Regions from separate parts of the Mus musculus genome. Here region 2 is linked to region 1. A link is a contact called in public promoter capture Hi-C data. All regions are on one chromosome and are shown on one strand. Each heading gives the region's core, a stretch centred on a gene start, on an enhancer-like site or on the middle of the called end of the contact. The rest is flanking DNA. Distances are from core to core; before and after follow the strand shown.

Region 1 (7,724 bases), core at 3,008-5,507:
ACTAGTCCTCAGCCCTTGGGACAAACCGTCACTGTTTTTAACTCCCTGGTCTCTTCCTAGCTTGATGTATGTCCCCAGAGAATTAAGACACAAGTGGGCCAGATGCTGACTGTGAAGGAATACATACATAGTTACTGTATATGTTCCAAAGTCAGATGACCTCCCCTGGGAGTCACATTTATTCCTAGCTCTGAGCCAGAAGCATTATACAATATCTTATTTATTAAGACCCTCACCATTTCCCTAACTCGCACCTCCTACCCCCAGCCTTTCTCCCTAACCTGCTCCACATACAGACCACTACGAGATGCTGTCTCAATACTGGCAGTACCCTGAGAGCCCAAGGATAAAACTGCATTAATGGCACTTGGCAGATAATCCCATTCTACTTTGAACTGCTCTGAGTTCAACACAGTGAAGAAATAAATAAGAATGCAAGAGAAGAGGCCGTAGAAATCCGAGCCTGCCCTTCCCACAATAAAAGAGGCACGGAGATTTCAGGAGTTGGTAAGAAAACAAAAAGTATCTATCATCTCTTGCCGGAAGGCCACCAGCTCCCACCGCTTGGGAGCCGCATTAGCACTTGTTTCTCTTCAGGACTGAAGTGCAAGATCGTGAGGATGGCGGTGAGCGTCTGCTGGCGGCCCAGGCTGTCGGGCAGGGTCAGGAAGCGGTAGATGATGTTTTTGAGATATTCCAGGTTGGCTCCCTCCCTGCTCTGGTCCCTCATATTCTTTTCGATGTGGCTCTGGAGGGCTCCAACCTCCTCTCGATGCCGCTCGCCCTCCTCCAGCAGCCTTTCCTGCAGCTGATGGGCTTCTACCTCCAGCCTGTGTTTCTGCTTCCTCAGAGATGTGATCTCCACCTCCTTGCGGGCCAACTGCTCAGCATAAAGAAAGAAGGTGGGCTCGTTGGCTGCAGCAAGCTGCAGGGCCTGGGTCAAGCTATCTGAGGAGGCTGTGTCGGCTGGGTCCCCAAGACCTCCACCACCCACTCCTCCCACGGGGCTTCTGCGTCCTGGCAACCCAGAGGACAAGGCCACAGAACGTAGTTGCTCCAGCTCCAAGTCCTTCTCCGCGAGCACAGCCAGGGCCCGGTCCCGCTGCTTGTGTAGCTCCTCCTCCAGTTTCAGTGTGCGGTCCCTGAAGTCCAGCTGGCTGCGCTCCAGTTCCTGCCGATGGAGCTGCTGCAGCCGGGCCAGTTCCTGCTTCCAGTCCTCAGCCTCCTGCTGGTGCTGGCTTTCCAGCTCCTCACAGGACAGCCGCAGGGAGATATACTTGTCCTTCAGCTCTGCGAGCTGCTCCTGTGCTGCCTCCAGCTCCTTCCCCAGGCTCCCATCTTTGGTGTTCTTGCTTTTGAGCACAACTTGGGCTCGCATCTTATACCGCTCAAACTCTTCCTTCAGCTGCTTCAGCTCCTGTTGGTAGTAGAGCGCGGTAGCCTTTTCCCCGTCAGCAGCCTCGGAGTTGGCCATTATCTCAGGGTCGCAGAGCTTCTCCACATCCAGGGTCACCTGGCTTTTCCTAGCTGCAACCTGTAGTAGCTTCTTGAGCTTCTCCATCTTGTCCTTCAAGACATTGATATCCAGACTGGATTCGTCGCCATGGATGTCAAGGGAGGACCGGCTAGAGGCTGCGAGGGCCAGTGTCTTGTTCTCCAGGTCCAGCTGCAGAAGTCGCTCCTTCAGCTTCTGGATGGCCAGCTGGTCTTTCTGCTTGGCTTTCTCGTAGGTGCCCAGCAGTTCAGATACCTCAGAGATCTGGCTCTCCAGGGCTGCTACTCTCTGCTCTTCTACCTGAGACTGCTGGCGGAGCTGGTCCTCTGCAAGGGCTGTCTGCAAAGCAAAGAACAGGTGACAAGGCATCCAGGAAAGTCACAAAACCCCTAGAGTCAACTGGGTGTGGGGGAGGAGACAGAGAAGTGAACAGGGCTTGGAATAACCCAGAACAAGTGGGAACTGGGGATTTTTAACTGAAGTGCCCTTTCTACCATAGTTTTCCATTCTTCATTAAGCTTGAATACAAAGTATGTTTCTGTTAGCCAAATCATTTAAAGAAACCGTGTAACATTCTTTCCCTTTCCCAACATGCCTGTAAATTCAAACCCAACCTAGATCCCTCTCTCTACTGAAAGGGAACACTATAAAACAGTTGAGGCAAACCTCACCTGAGCGTATACACAAGGCATTTCTTCTGGGGAAAATCCCCTTTGCTTCCTCCAGTCACCTTACCTAGAAGCACACACTTCTCAGGATACACACAAGCTTTCCCTACACAGCTGTCACTGTATCACCTCAAGCAGCACAGCTGGTAAGATGCCAACACCCAAGGCCTAGATAGAGCTATCTGGCTTGAACCCAGAAATACTCAGGAACTCTTCATCCTGTTAGAAGGACACCACACAAAGCCACACTTCACGGGACTCACTGATGCAATTTTTTCACTTGGCATCAAATATCACTATGCATGTTGGGAATGTGGAACCAGACCAAAGTCCCAGTACTCACACTAACAACTCACGCTATCTCACCAGGCATCCCTTGACTAAAACAAGACCCTGCCTTAAGTGGGGAGAGGGGTGCCCTTAATCCTAGCACTTGGTATGGAAAAGCAGGCAAATCCCTGTGAGTTCAAGGGCAGACTGGGTTACATGGTAAGACCCTGCCTCATGAAAACACACACAGAGAAACAAACACACACACACACACACACACACACACACATAGGGATGCATTACAGTTATCTAATGACCAGAAGAGAAAAATAATAATTTCCTATGTAAGCTAAAATGACTATTTGAAGGATATGAGAATAATTACCTTCCTCATTTCTTGCTGCAATTGGGCCTGGAAATGGCTTTTAAGACGGGCAGCCTCTTGCTGAAGCTCCTGCAGCCGGGGGTCTGGTCGGTTCTTCTCATCTCGAATGGTTTGCAGCTCACCTTTCAGCTCCTCTACCTCTCGGGTCAGCTGCTTGGTCTGCAGTTCAAACCCTTCGACCTGATCAGCGGCATATGCCCGCCCTGCCAAGGCTTCTCTGGTCTCTTCTAAGCGAAGTTCCAGGTCCTGGCGCTGGGTCCTCTCCTCCTGCAAGAGCTTCTGAAGCTCGCGCAGCATCAAGGCATGGTCACTCTGCTCCTGGGCACGATCGTGCTGCTGTGTAATGAGGCGGGCTTTGGTTTCTGCTATCTGCTCTTGCAGCACCTTCAAGTCTCCCTCCAGGCGACCCCGCTCTTCCTCTGCCTTTTTATTGGCATCCTCTAAGTCCTGCTTCATCTTCTTCTTATCCGCCAGGTAAGACGCCTCCATACGGGACTTTTCCTGAGTGACTGTCGCCAAGGAGCTAGTCAAAGTGGCCAACTGAGTCTTCAGCTGATGCACTCTTTTGTCCATCTCACTACCGGCAGATGGCCCATCCCCACTGCTACTACTAACGCCACTCTCTGACCCACTGGCCTCTTCAGACTTTGGGGGAAGTGGTCCACGGGCCGCTCTGTCATCTTCAACCCCAAATTCACCCTTGACACTTGTAAGACTGGCTGCGGTATCCAAGCTAGTGGCAGTTCCGGTGCTGTCCTCACTGTGAGTGGAGCACCGGTCATCCACAGAATCAGGAAACGTGAGACCTGGAGGCTGCACACCTGAGAGGCCTACATCCGCCTCGTGGGATACCGACAGTACCTTGATGCTGGCCTCCAGGGCTTCTTTCTCCTTCAGCAGGCTTTTATAGGCACGCACCACATCCTTGAGTCTTGCCTGGTACTGGAGAAGCTGCTTTTTCTGTGTCTCGATGGTCTCCAAGAGATCCTTCTTACTTGGGCCGCCCCCGAAATTCATCCCAAACTTCTCCATGGGGGTTCTGGCGTGGACCGCTCCACGTCAACGTTCTTGCAGCCCTGGGCAGAGCCACAGGGACAGCTAAAAGTGAAGCAGAGAGAACCGTCTGGCTGCAGGCAATACACCCGGTCCGTCCAGCGGTCCGGGCGGGATGAGGGGCCGCGGTGGCCAGGCAAAAGCACTGCAGGAGCCAGGCCGAAGGTGGGAGCCAGTTCCAACCTGGAGGCGGAGTGACGCTGACCTAGCAGGAGCAGTCAGCCTAGGCTCTCCAGTACAGGCCCTGAGCCTGTCCCGCCCTAGCCGCTCCTGTGGCCACCGCAACCTAGACCCGCCTCCCTCCGCCCACGATAAGCCCAGGGTTTACACTAAGCCGGGTTCCATCACGATTTCCCAACAACTGGAACAGCACCGCTTCCGGGTCTCCTGGAAGTGACGGCAGCAAAACGCCACAGACCCCGCCCCGCCGTGGGCGTGAGATGGGTGGGGCTTCCGCACCGTGTCTGCTGGTGGCCTGGAGAGGGAGTAACCCGTAGGTAAGTCTAGAGCAAGCACCTGAGCAGTGGTTTGGAGATGCCTAACTTTGCCCTCAAGCTACCACCAGTGAGCGACAGGGGGCGACGTCGCACTGCATTTGCCCCAAAAACATAGATGAAAGACGCATCAAACTATTTGGGGCAATGTCCAACATTTGGGGCAACAGTTAGGACTCATACTAGGAAAACGAGGCCGGTACCTGGTTAACGTAAAGCATAATAGCTCCCTCCCTTAGTTCTGATTAGTAAAAGGGGCATTATATAGCCATAAGGCCCATCTTGCATACCAGCATATGCTGGGGTCAGGGCTGTGTCACAAGAGTTACACTTACGGGAACATAGAGTAAAATGTACAGAGGGGTAACATGTCCAATGTCACTCAGCTAGGAAGTTTAGGAGTCCTATCTCAGTCTGCCTCTCAACATACTACATGCTATGCCAGATAGCACTACTGAAGAAGCATGGCCTTGTCCCAAGAAACTCCTAACAGCAAGGACACAGAGATTCAAACAGGTAGCTCCTGCCTTCACACTAGTGTGTCGGGGCATTGCAGAAGTGGTATAAAGGAGATGAGGCACCTGCCAGGACAGAGACTCTTAGGGGAAATGATTTGAAGTTTGAGAGATGAGTAGACTGCCAAGCTCAATGCAGATGTGGGAAACCAGCATGGAGGAAAGTGGAAAGGTGTATAGGGACGTCAGGCATCAGTGAGCCTAACTTGCCCAGGAAGCTTATGGTGTGGGAGAAGGGTGGCTACTGATGAGGCTGGAACAAAGGACCCAACTTAAAGGCATTTAGATTTTACCTTAGGTGACAAGACATGAAAAGATTTTCATCTCAAGAGCACACCATCAAGTCTCCTTTTTCTTTTCCATCAAGACTCTTGTGGGGACTGTAAGACGACTCAGCAGTAAAGGCACTTTCCACCCAGGCCCAATGATCTGACCTGAGTTCTATCACCAGGGCCCACACGGTGGAAAGAGAGAACATATTCCCACAGGTTGTCCTCTGAGAGCTACACCTCCACACATGAACACGAAATAAAAGTGGGGAGGGAGCCAGGCGTGGTGGCGCACGCCTTTAATCCCAGCACTTGGGAGGCAGAGGCAGGTGGATTTCTGAGTTCGAGGCGAGCCGGGTCTACAAAGTGAATTCCAGGACAACCAGGGCTATACAGAGAAACCCTGTCTCGAAAAAAAAAAAAAAAAAAGGGTGGGGAGGAGCTAGAAACAAAATAAGATTCCTGTGACATTATGAAGATACCAAGCCTGTGAGAGGGGTGCGGGGAGGGAAAGAGATGAAATAAGAGTGACAACGGGTTTTAAGAAAATATTTCTGTAATAAAAATCTACTCAAGATGCCAAGGCAGCCGTCACATCTCCGTGAGTTCGAGACTAGGCTGGTCTACATAGCAAGTTCCAGACCACCCAAGGCTACATAGTGGACATAGTGTTTCAAAACAAAAGACAATGAGCTACTTTGAGAATCTTTTAAATGTACTTTTCGACTCTATCAAAGTCTTCTCAGGAATGCAAGTTTACCACTTAAGAGTAAAGCAAAGTCCTGCGGTCACCGGAGACCCAGAACAAGTCCCCTTCCAAGCCCTGGTCCCCAGGCAGGCTGCCAGGCCTCCCTAGACTTCAGTTCTTCCGCAAACGCGCCTGGGGGGCGGGGCCGGGGCGGACCCGGAGGGGCGGGGCCACGTGACGTCGGGCGGACCCGGACGCGCGGAGGTGGCGGCGGCGGCGGCGGCGGCGCCTCCTCCTTCTGCTGTTGCGCCCCATCCCCCCGCGGCCGGCCGGTTCCAGCCCTCGCCCCGCGTCCCCTGCCCGCGCCCCCGCCCCGGGCCCCGCCATGGGCCTCACGGTGTCCGCGCTCTTTTCGCGGATCTTCGGGAAGAAGCAGATGCGGATCCTTATGGGTGAGGCAGATCGAGCGCGCGGCCCGCTTGGGGCGCCGGCCCCGCCGCAGCCCTCCCGCCCCCGCGTCCCTCTAGCCCCGCTCACCTGGTACCCTGACCCCGAGACACCCCACCGCCAAAGCCTCTGGGGGCCGCGCTCCCGTGCAAACCAGGATCTGCAGTGTCGGCCCTGGGCCTGAAACCCGGAGCTGGGGCCTGGGTGGGGTGACGCTTCCTCCGCCCCAGCCCGGCTGCTAAGAAGGGAGGATTCCGCCCTTGGAAACGACTTTTCAAAGGAACGCGGCCTTCCTCCCAGGTCCCCTACCTCCCTAGCCCCTCTCGCCCCTCGGGCACTTGAGGGGCAGGAGTTGGCACTCGCCACCCAGACTGCCCTCAAGGCCCGGAAGGTGGAGAAGAGCGCGCACCTGGAGGCCCTCCTGCTCTCCGCCCCCATCACCATCAGCTGGCCAGGCCTCTCCCTGTCCCTGGGCTCTAGGGGGCTCCCTCGCTCCCGTCTCCATTCTTTGCCCCCCCCCCCCCCCTTCTCCGTTGCAGTTGGCTTGGATGCGGCTGGCAAGACTACCATCCTGTACAAACTGAAGTTGGGGGAGATTGTCACCACCATCCCCACTATAGGTGAGTCCAGGACAAGGAGCGGGAAGCAGGAATGTCGCTTTGAGCCTTGTCGGGGTCTGCTCCCACTTCTGCCTAGGCCCTTATCTGTCCCTGACCCTGACACCAGATACAGCTACTTGAGAAATGGGTCACCGTATCTCTAAGCGCCTGATGGTGCCTGAGGCGTGGACCATGAGCCTAGCATATCTGTTGACCTCCGGTCCTCTGGATTCTATTCCCCTTGGCCTTGGTGGTCATTGCCTTCTGGATTTGTGTCCTTTGCAGAGATCGGAGTGGTTTTAGTGAGTTCCTTTGAGGACCTGTTTTTTACCCTCTTCACTCAAAAAAAAAAAAAAATGGTTTTTCCTGCAGGCTTCAATGTGGAAACAGTGGAATATAAGAACATCTGTTTCACAGTGTGGGATGTTGGAGGCCAGGATAAGATTCGGCCTCTGTGGCGGCACTACTTCCAGAACACTCAGGTGCAGTTGGGTTGGGAGGTGGGGGAGACAACCCCTGGGAGAGGGCTTGAGTTAGACCACGACTGGGCTGTCACCGCTCTCATCTTTGCTAAGCTTAAGAATTCACCCTCACCTTATTCTGGGAAGCAGAGTTCTAGGGCCATGCTGTCTTCTGTAGTTCTCAACAACACAGCTTTTCCCTCGCTCCCTCCCTCCCTCCCTCAGTGGTCTCTGCAGACTAGAAGTTTACCAGATAAGAAAGGCTAATACAACTCAAGATGGGAGAAGTGAGACCAGGCCAGGTGAGGGTGGGACCTAGGTAGGAGTGACCCCTTCTGCTTCCTTTCTTCCTTCCCACCCAGGGCCTCATCTTTGTGGTA
Region 2 (7,724 bases), core at 1,488-3,987, 5.8 Mb after region 1:
AGGACTTTCTTTGGCAAAAATTCAAATTTCAATTAAAAAAAAAAAACAAACAAACAACCCAGCAACTTTGAAAGGAATGACTTGGGCAGACGTTTTCACCTCCTTTCTTTCCTGGATATAAAACTTTCTTATTGAATTCACCATCATGTCTTAAAGGGAAAAATAAAATCTTTCAGATTGTTATCCTGATGTTAAGACACACAATACCTTACCTGCTTCATTAGCTCTCTATGTGTATGTGTGTGTGTGTGTGTGTGTGTGTGTGTGTGTATAGCATATACACATATGTATCATGCTTTCAAGGTTGACCATAAGCTCCTTAAGAAGGGAATCAAGACCTCACTCACTACTGTGTAGCTGCTTACGCAGTGCACAAGGTTTGCACCTTATCACTGGCACCAATTCTAGGTCTACAAAGGTCAGCAAGAAGAAACTGAATCTGTTTTTCAACTGGGGGGGAAATGGCTCAACACTCCCTTCTTTCAACAAGTCTTTGCAGCCTTTGTATTTAGAGTTAACACCTGAGTGTTCCAAGGAAGCCATTTAAAAAGCACAGCTTCTGCTTTTCTGAGAAGTTTCTACGGTGATTTCTCAAGATTAAAGCCACAAATCTCAAGATCATATCTAGAAGGAACTTTAAAGGCTATCTGGACGAATCGGGTCGGCTTTCACGGCTCGACAGTGTGAAGAGTTTACTTAAGCAAATCAGGCATACGTTGTTATCAGTCTAATGTACTATACATTGCATTAATAAGCCCACTTCCTTACGTCTTAAGGAAAACCCTCAGTTGTATGCAAAAATGCAGATTTATATATATGTAAAGTTAAATAAGGAATTTGGATTCATTTACAAATTGATCCTAATAAAATTCTAAATAAAAGTTCCTATAAAGAATGAAAAGACTTTATAAAGAGAAAGGAATCCATTTCTGGATACACACAGAACTTTTCTGGACCCTCACAAAAACAACGTACGCCTGCACTGAGACAAATTGTAAGGGAGAAGGCTAGGGAAGTCACCAACGTGAGGTAGGCATTTCTCATTCACCTTCAAAATCCATGGGGATGAAGCTGTTATCACCCACCCCTCTGATGGTTGAGAAAAGTGTTTTAGCCAAGAGCTCACAAGCTAGAACACACAGGTTTCACATAATTTAGTGGCATATTCAATGCAATTATCTGACTTTGTTTCTATAGCTAGCCTGAATATATATCACTTTCTTATTTAAAAATATATTAAATAGATTGAATTCCAAAGTTTTCTGCCTTTGAAGTGTATCCAGAAACTTCTTTTTCATTTTCATCTTCCTGTCCACTCCCAAGACAATCGATCTTCATCAACACTCTGCATAATAAAACGGTAAGCTCTCTAAAAGCAAACTATAACACATACAGACTTGATCATAAATAAACTGCTTACTTCTGAAGGATTCAAACCAACAGTATCAAACAGGATAAATTTCCAACAGACATCACACCATGTTCAAAACTCAAGTTCAAAAATGGAAGGCATCTGGAAATGTTACTGGGCTAGGAGCTTAGACAGATACAGTCCAGCCCATTTTTGCTCTGCCACTTCCAAATAGTGAAAAGATGCCCAACTTTGCATCTGTTTCACTTTCAACAAAACAATGTAACTCTTGGTCACAGGGTTGCCCTAAGCAGTATATAGATAGAAACCTGTAGCTAGTGACTCTGAACTGAGTATTGAACTGTCTGAAAAAGGAGACCGAAGCTCCAAACCTTAAATAACTAACTGGAGCTGTTTAGTCCTAATCGTTTTCCAGTTCATCTCCTGTCTCTTTTCTAACTTCTGCCTACTGAACTTTGCACATAGTTACCCAACGTTATTTGCAAGACACCACACCACAAAGCCAATCCTGTTCCCAATCTACACTTCAAAGAGCACGCTTCTCAACGAAAGACTGTGATGTGCGAAATGCCCAGGGACCATGGTGACAGCTCAGTTGTTATCTGCACCACATCACTCACATATGAGTCTAAGCCAAGTGCTCACAACCATCTATCTCTACGACCAACAAAAACAAATGTTTCGCAAAACATGTCAACACACACACACACACACACACACACACACACACACACACAAAACTTTCTGTGAGAAAAGTTTTGCTCCAGACAGACACGTGTCATTCATTCACTGGTCAGCGAAAGGTGCTAGAGTTGGATGAGTAGTAGTTGGAGAGGGTGCTCCTAGAGACCTAGGATCGGTCACGTGAGAAAGTCTCCAGGCTTCAAACTCCCCAAAGTGTGGCTTGGAGATGCCGACAGCAGCACTCTGGATGTTCCTGTCACCTGGATGCTAACGAATGGAGGAGTGCCAGGGCTGCAGAGTAGCTGACTGCGTGGGTATCCCGTGCAGCGCACTAGGGAGGCGGCCAGGGCTAGCAACCCCGGACCAGCTTCGAGAACCCGGGCGCGGCCCGAGAGGGTCACTCACCGGGCCAGCAGCTCTAGGAAGATCACATTACTGCAGCAGCCTGCGAACACCAGGCCCACCGCGAAGGCCGGGCGCATGGCCGGTGCGGGGCACGGGGAGCCAGCGCGCAGAAAAAGCGCCCTTTCAGTTCGCTACCCTAGAAAATCCGCGCGCAACATCACCACCGCCAGCGGTTCCCTCCCTGAGGGCCGTCTTGATCAACTCTTCCTCCGCAGCTGCCACCGACGCGGCCAGACCAGGAGCTGTAGTTCTCAGTCATACCCGGTCCCATTCATTTGAGGGGGCGTCCTAGGGCTAACCAAACTACATGTCCCAGCAGACCGCGCGCCTTTACGGCAGGCGTGAAAAAAACAGGCAAGTTTCCCCCGAAGGCTCGCGTGAGTCGGTGTCGCACTGCCTTCTGGGAAATGAAGTCCCAATGCTGTTCGTGTTCAGTACCATAAAGGTTGGAATGGGATTCAACGAAATAGCTTGTGTGCTCCCTGTAACTGACTTCTCATTAGAGTATTCTAGCATCTGTAACAACTCACCTGCAACTGAGAGAATGTAGAAATTCCTGTAACATCTAAACCGAATTCTAGGACAACAGCGAACCTAAAAGTTTTGAGATTGAGCCTTGGCTTAAACTGCCTGTTTAGAGCATTGGCTTAGTACTCCACTCTCATCACAGGGGAAGATAGGCCTGTCTTACTAATAGTTGTTGTAGAATAGACTAATACAGTAAATGTATTGCTTTATGTCGTGATTTTTGTAGAGACACTGAACACATGTCTTGTGCTGGCATTTTGCCAGCTTAAGGTGCTCATTAAATATTGAATTTAACTGATAAAAGGCATTCTTTTTGCCATAGTTCTTGTTTCTAGTCTCCTTTGAAAGACAGACATTCCCAATTTCAGAATGCACTAGAGCTTATTGAAAATTCAAAGTTCAGGACCACAAATAAAAATTGTGCTCAGTAACCATCATTTAGAGCATGCAGGCGCCAGGATTCTGATGAGATCTCTGGGTCACAAGTTGGGGAAGCCACTGGCAAGTTAGTTGTGAATCTTGAGGAAAACTTCGGAGTGTTTATGTTTATCCCCTAAATTGCCTCCCATCATGTGGTGTCACTGCTGATGCAATCACACGTATGAAGGGGCACAGTTCTGAGCAGTAGCACTAGTCTTACATAATAGGAAGAAATAGGGCTGTTAATTCATCGCATCTATGAAAAACTGGTCTTGCTAGGTGTACAAACACAGAACACAAAGGCACTGGCCTATGTACATAGTTGATGGTCACCATGCAGTCTTTCTTGCTATTGCTGTTGAATCGGAGTGAACACCAAGAGGCTCAGTAACTGATGCCACAAGACTTCAGCTGAAGGGTAAAAGGCACGTGCTTCCTTTCAACACTTAAATGCTGACGTGAGCATTGTATGTGCGCAGCATATGTCTTTCAGGTGCGCTCAGAGGCCAGACAAAGGCATCCGATCTAGAGCTGGAGTTTCAGAGGTTGTAAGCCATTCCCTGAGTGCTCCAAGTTGAACCTGGGTTCTCTGCCAGAGCAGCCAGTGCTCTCAACCACAAAAGCATCTCTCCCATCCAGGTATGGCCAGTTTTGACTGGAGTGCTTGAACGTTGGCATTCTCAGAGTTTCCCCGGGTGATTTCTGTAGCTGAAGCTGAGAGCTGTTGAGGAAGGGGAAGTACTTAGAGGGACGGAGTCAGTGACATCAGTAGGTCATCTTTAAAGTGTCACCTCAGCCTGATTAAACTGAAATCCATAGGGAATGGAACCCAGGATCATCTGTCATTGAAACTCCAAGGCTGGGAAGCCTCACTTTGACTTAGTTCAGTTCTCAAGCCTGGCTACATGATAGAGCCACATGAGAGACTTTAACAATTTGCTGAACCACGAAACTAAGCCCAAAAATATCAGAGCCACTGCCAACCAAATAAGGAAGACACCTAAGTTTGATGTCTAAGCGGTGACATCTGTAGATGCTTCTGGCTAGAGAAAAGCTGAGCCTTAGCTCTGATTGGACTGGAGATTATTTCACGGCACACAAAGCTTCACTTCTCATCTACCGCTCCCATGCACACACCAAACTTGGAAGTACTTGAAGGGCGTTCTAATCATCTCTTCCTGAGTCTCAGATAAAAATCAAAACAGACTTAAGTAAATGAACGAAGAAGGAGTCTGAGTGTCTGCATATGCTCTGGATCTTCCTCCGTATTTCTGTCTTAACCTATCCCAGTTTTTAGTAAGAATATATTTACTATACATATCGATGACCTGGGCTCTTGTTCAAATGCTGACTCTGGGTTCTTCTACAAACTAAACACAGGTTAAACATTTCTAACAAGCTTTGAGTTCGTGCCAGGTCTCCTGGTCTGTGGGCCACACTCTAGTGAGTAGAAGACTATTCATTAACTCACTCTAGAAACTGCTCTATTCCTGCCCTCACTGGTTCAGAGAATTCAGGCCAACAAAACTATCTGTGAATTCCTTCTTCTCCTTAGCCTGCAAGCATGCTAAAGACCCAACCAGACCGAACCAGCTAACCAACCAGCCAACCAGCCAACCAGCCAACCAGCCAACCAGCCAACCAGCCAACCAGCCAACCAACCAGCAAAAAGCCCCACCAAAGCAAAAGAAAGAAAGAAGTAAGGAAAGTTTATTTTTCTTTTTCTTCATTTTAATGACAAATGTCTTCAAGTAGTAATGAATATTCTTAGTCTACTTTAAAATGCCTTTAATATATTTTTTAGAATTTCATACATGCATACAATTATTCAATCATACTTACCCCTCCCTCCTTCCTTAACTCTTCATGTATCCTGCACCTTAAAAGATTATTTTTCCGCCAGAGAAATGAGCAAATTCAAGCCCAATTAAAATATATATAAATACAGGCTTATTGGGAAACTGCTCTCGGGAGGCCAAGTACACTGGGCCCCAAAGTAGGAGGCTAGGGAAGTTGCCATGGGAAGGGAGAGAAAGGGGAAGGGGGAGAGAAAAAGAGAAAGTATGCTGGTAGAGAGAAGGAAAGAGGGAGGGGGAAAAGCTGAGACCAATGGATAATGAATAGAAAAACCTCCTAGGGAAGGACAGCCCAGCCCCTGGGCTGGAAAGTCCAGGGTTGGGGATGGGATATGCCCGGTAGGGACTGGGGGATGCTGGGAAAACCTGGAGGCCAGGTCTGCTTTGCTGTGTTAAATATGTACCTCCACCCCTTGTCCAGAGCATGAAACTCAGCACACTTGTCCCCCTTCCAACTTTGTATACTCTTATATGAAACCCATTGAAACACATTGATGCGATGCAGTCTACATATGAATGGTCAGGGGCCACCCACTAGGCATGATCAACATACCAGGGACAACACACCCAAGAAAAACTGACTACCCCTCTCCCAGCAGCCATCAACAGATGGTAACGCCTCAGCTAGAGGTGAAGGCTCTTGTGCCCCTAATCCACCAATGCTGGACTGTTGACTGGCTTCATCCTGTGCAGTTTTTGCAGGGAACCACAGCTGCTTTGAGTTCCGGAGAGCAATAATTCTGTCAAGTATAGAGGACACTGTTTCTCCTCAGACCTCCCCAATCTTTCTGTCACTTCTTCCACAATGTTCCCTGAGCTTTGTAGGTGGGGGGTGTGATATAAATGTCCCATTCTTGGCTGAGAACTCCACAGGCTTTCAGAAGTTTGACCAGTTTTGAGTGTTTAGCCACTGTCTCTTAGTCTGCTTTGTAAACCCTTCAATTAGCTTCTTAAATGCCTCAGATCAAAACCAGATTAAGGAAAGTAGTCTCAAGAGAGCCCTAATGACTTTATCAAGCATTTCCATCACCAGCTCATCTGACTTGGTCTCTCAGCTGCTTCTGACTTCATCTTGCTCCTGTTTCTAAGGCCAAGGCTATCAATTTCACTTTTAGTTCCTCAGATGAAGGGATGAGAGGAGAGCTGTACCTAACCTGTGCACATACATGGACTGGGCTGAGCCCGGAACATTTCTTTCTCTGTCCTGACTATCCCTGGGCATATGCCTGGAAACTTCTAGTCTCCATACCTTCTAATCTTCCAAGGTGACTGGTTCAATCTGGTTTCTCTTGTCTTCTGACTGAATTGCTCTTCCTGGCCTCATACTAACTCTGGCAATCTGTTCTAATCTTCTGGACCCTTCTCGTTCTCTGTGTCTAGCTTGTTTCCCCTGCCACTCGTGTTTGTGAAACTGTCCTGCTAAAACTGACACACACACACACACACACACACACACACACCTTCTCTCACAGTGTTGCTCTAAAGTAGCTTCTTCCTGTCTGCTCTCCTGAGGGTTGGGTGTATCCTATCTCTGATTCATTCTGTCAAATCTTTTTCTGATTTGTCACTCAATTCGATGCCACTTTAGCATATGGCTGCTTCCTTCTACAAACTAACCTTACCTTCATTGTTAGGGATTAAAGGTGTGCACTAAGAGCTTGTCTATAGCAAGCCAGATCATACTGTAATCCAGAGCACGTCTGCCTTCCATCCAGATCACACAGACCTAGACTGTGTTTGGATGTGACCCTTTGCCAGAGCAGCTGCGCTGCGGGATTAAAATTCCTCTACAAGATTCTGCTCTTTCCATTTTCCTTTGTGGAAATAGAAAGTTCCTCTAACTACTGAGTTTTTCTTTCAAAATTCCATACCTGCCACTTCCTCTTAGTGTCCTTAACATGGACCATTGGTGATTGAGCCTTCTGTCATTTCATATATGACTATGGGTGGGTATCTGGGGTTATCACCACAATCTCCCTCATGTTTCAACTCCAAGTTGAGCTTTCCCCTAACTTTATTCTCGAGTCCCTCAACTTCAGTGCATACATGATCTACCTGATCTACCGCCTCACTGGCCTTTCTGCGAAGGGCAGTACCTATCACGCCTTCTCTTTTGGGAAAATCCTGAAAGGTTTTCAGTCTTCCTTCCCTTCCCACCACCACACCTTTGTCTGTCTGTCCTTCTGTCTGTTTAACCTCATAGGCTCTGCCTCACAGTATCTCTAGAGTCTAGCCTCTCGCTGGCATCTACTTCTCCTATAAAGCCCTCTAACATGCTGCTTTCTTTGGCCTCTACCTTCTTTAAGCCCTGCTCCATGCTGTCTCCAGACTGCAACCCCAAAACAAAACCCCAAATCTTCATGTCGGCTGTTATTCCAGGATTTCTATTCTAGTTACTCAATAACAAGCTATGAATGACACCAATGCTTGGAAGTAAAAACAAAAGTCAACAACCAATC

Evidence for each region. Promoter capture Hi-C pulls out the DNA fragments that hold promoters and counts their contacts.
Region 2: a contact with region 1 is called in a promoter capture Hi-C map of liver, with 4 times the contacts expected there. The contact joins the promoter of Slc35b4 here to the promoter of Gcc1 in region 1. A contact is called at or near these places in 2 of 39 promoter capture datasets (liver and pre-B cells).

The regions. Positions count from the first base shown.
Region 1 is chr6:28,417,467-28,425,190 of GRCm38.p6, forward strand. It overlaps Gcc1 (golgi coiled coil 1), which reads right to left and starts at 4,258. Exons shown (of 2, transcript NM_028900.4): 1 at 2,819-4,258; 2 at 1-1,834. The coding sequence starts at 3,850. The coding sequence ends at 530. Arf5 (ADP-ribosylation factor 5) reads left to right here and starts at 6,138. Exons shown (of 6, transcript NM_007480.2): 1 at 6,138-6,289; 2 at 6,824-6,904; 3 at 7,256-7,365; 4 at 7,707-7,724. The coding sequence starts at 6,223.
Region 2 is chr6:34,174,317-34,182,040 of GRCm38.p6, forward strand. Slc35b4 (solute carrier family 35, member B4) reads right to left here and starts at 2,738. Exons shown (of 10, transcript NM_021435.3): 1 at 2,462-2,738. The coding sequence starts at 2,538. It overlaps Gm13855 (a long non-coding RNA gene), which reads left to right and starts at 2,732. Exons shown (of 3, transcript XR_868963.3): 1 at 2,732-2,906; 2 at 3,889-4,048; 3 at 4,965-5,061.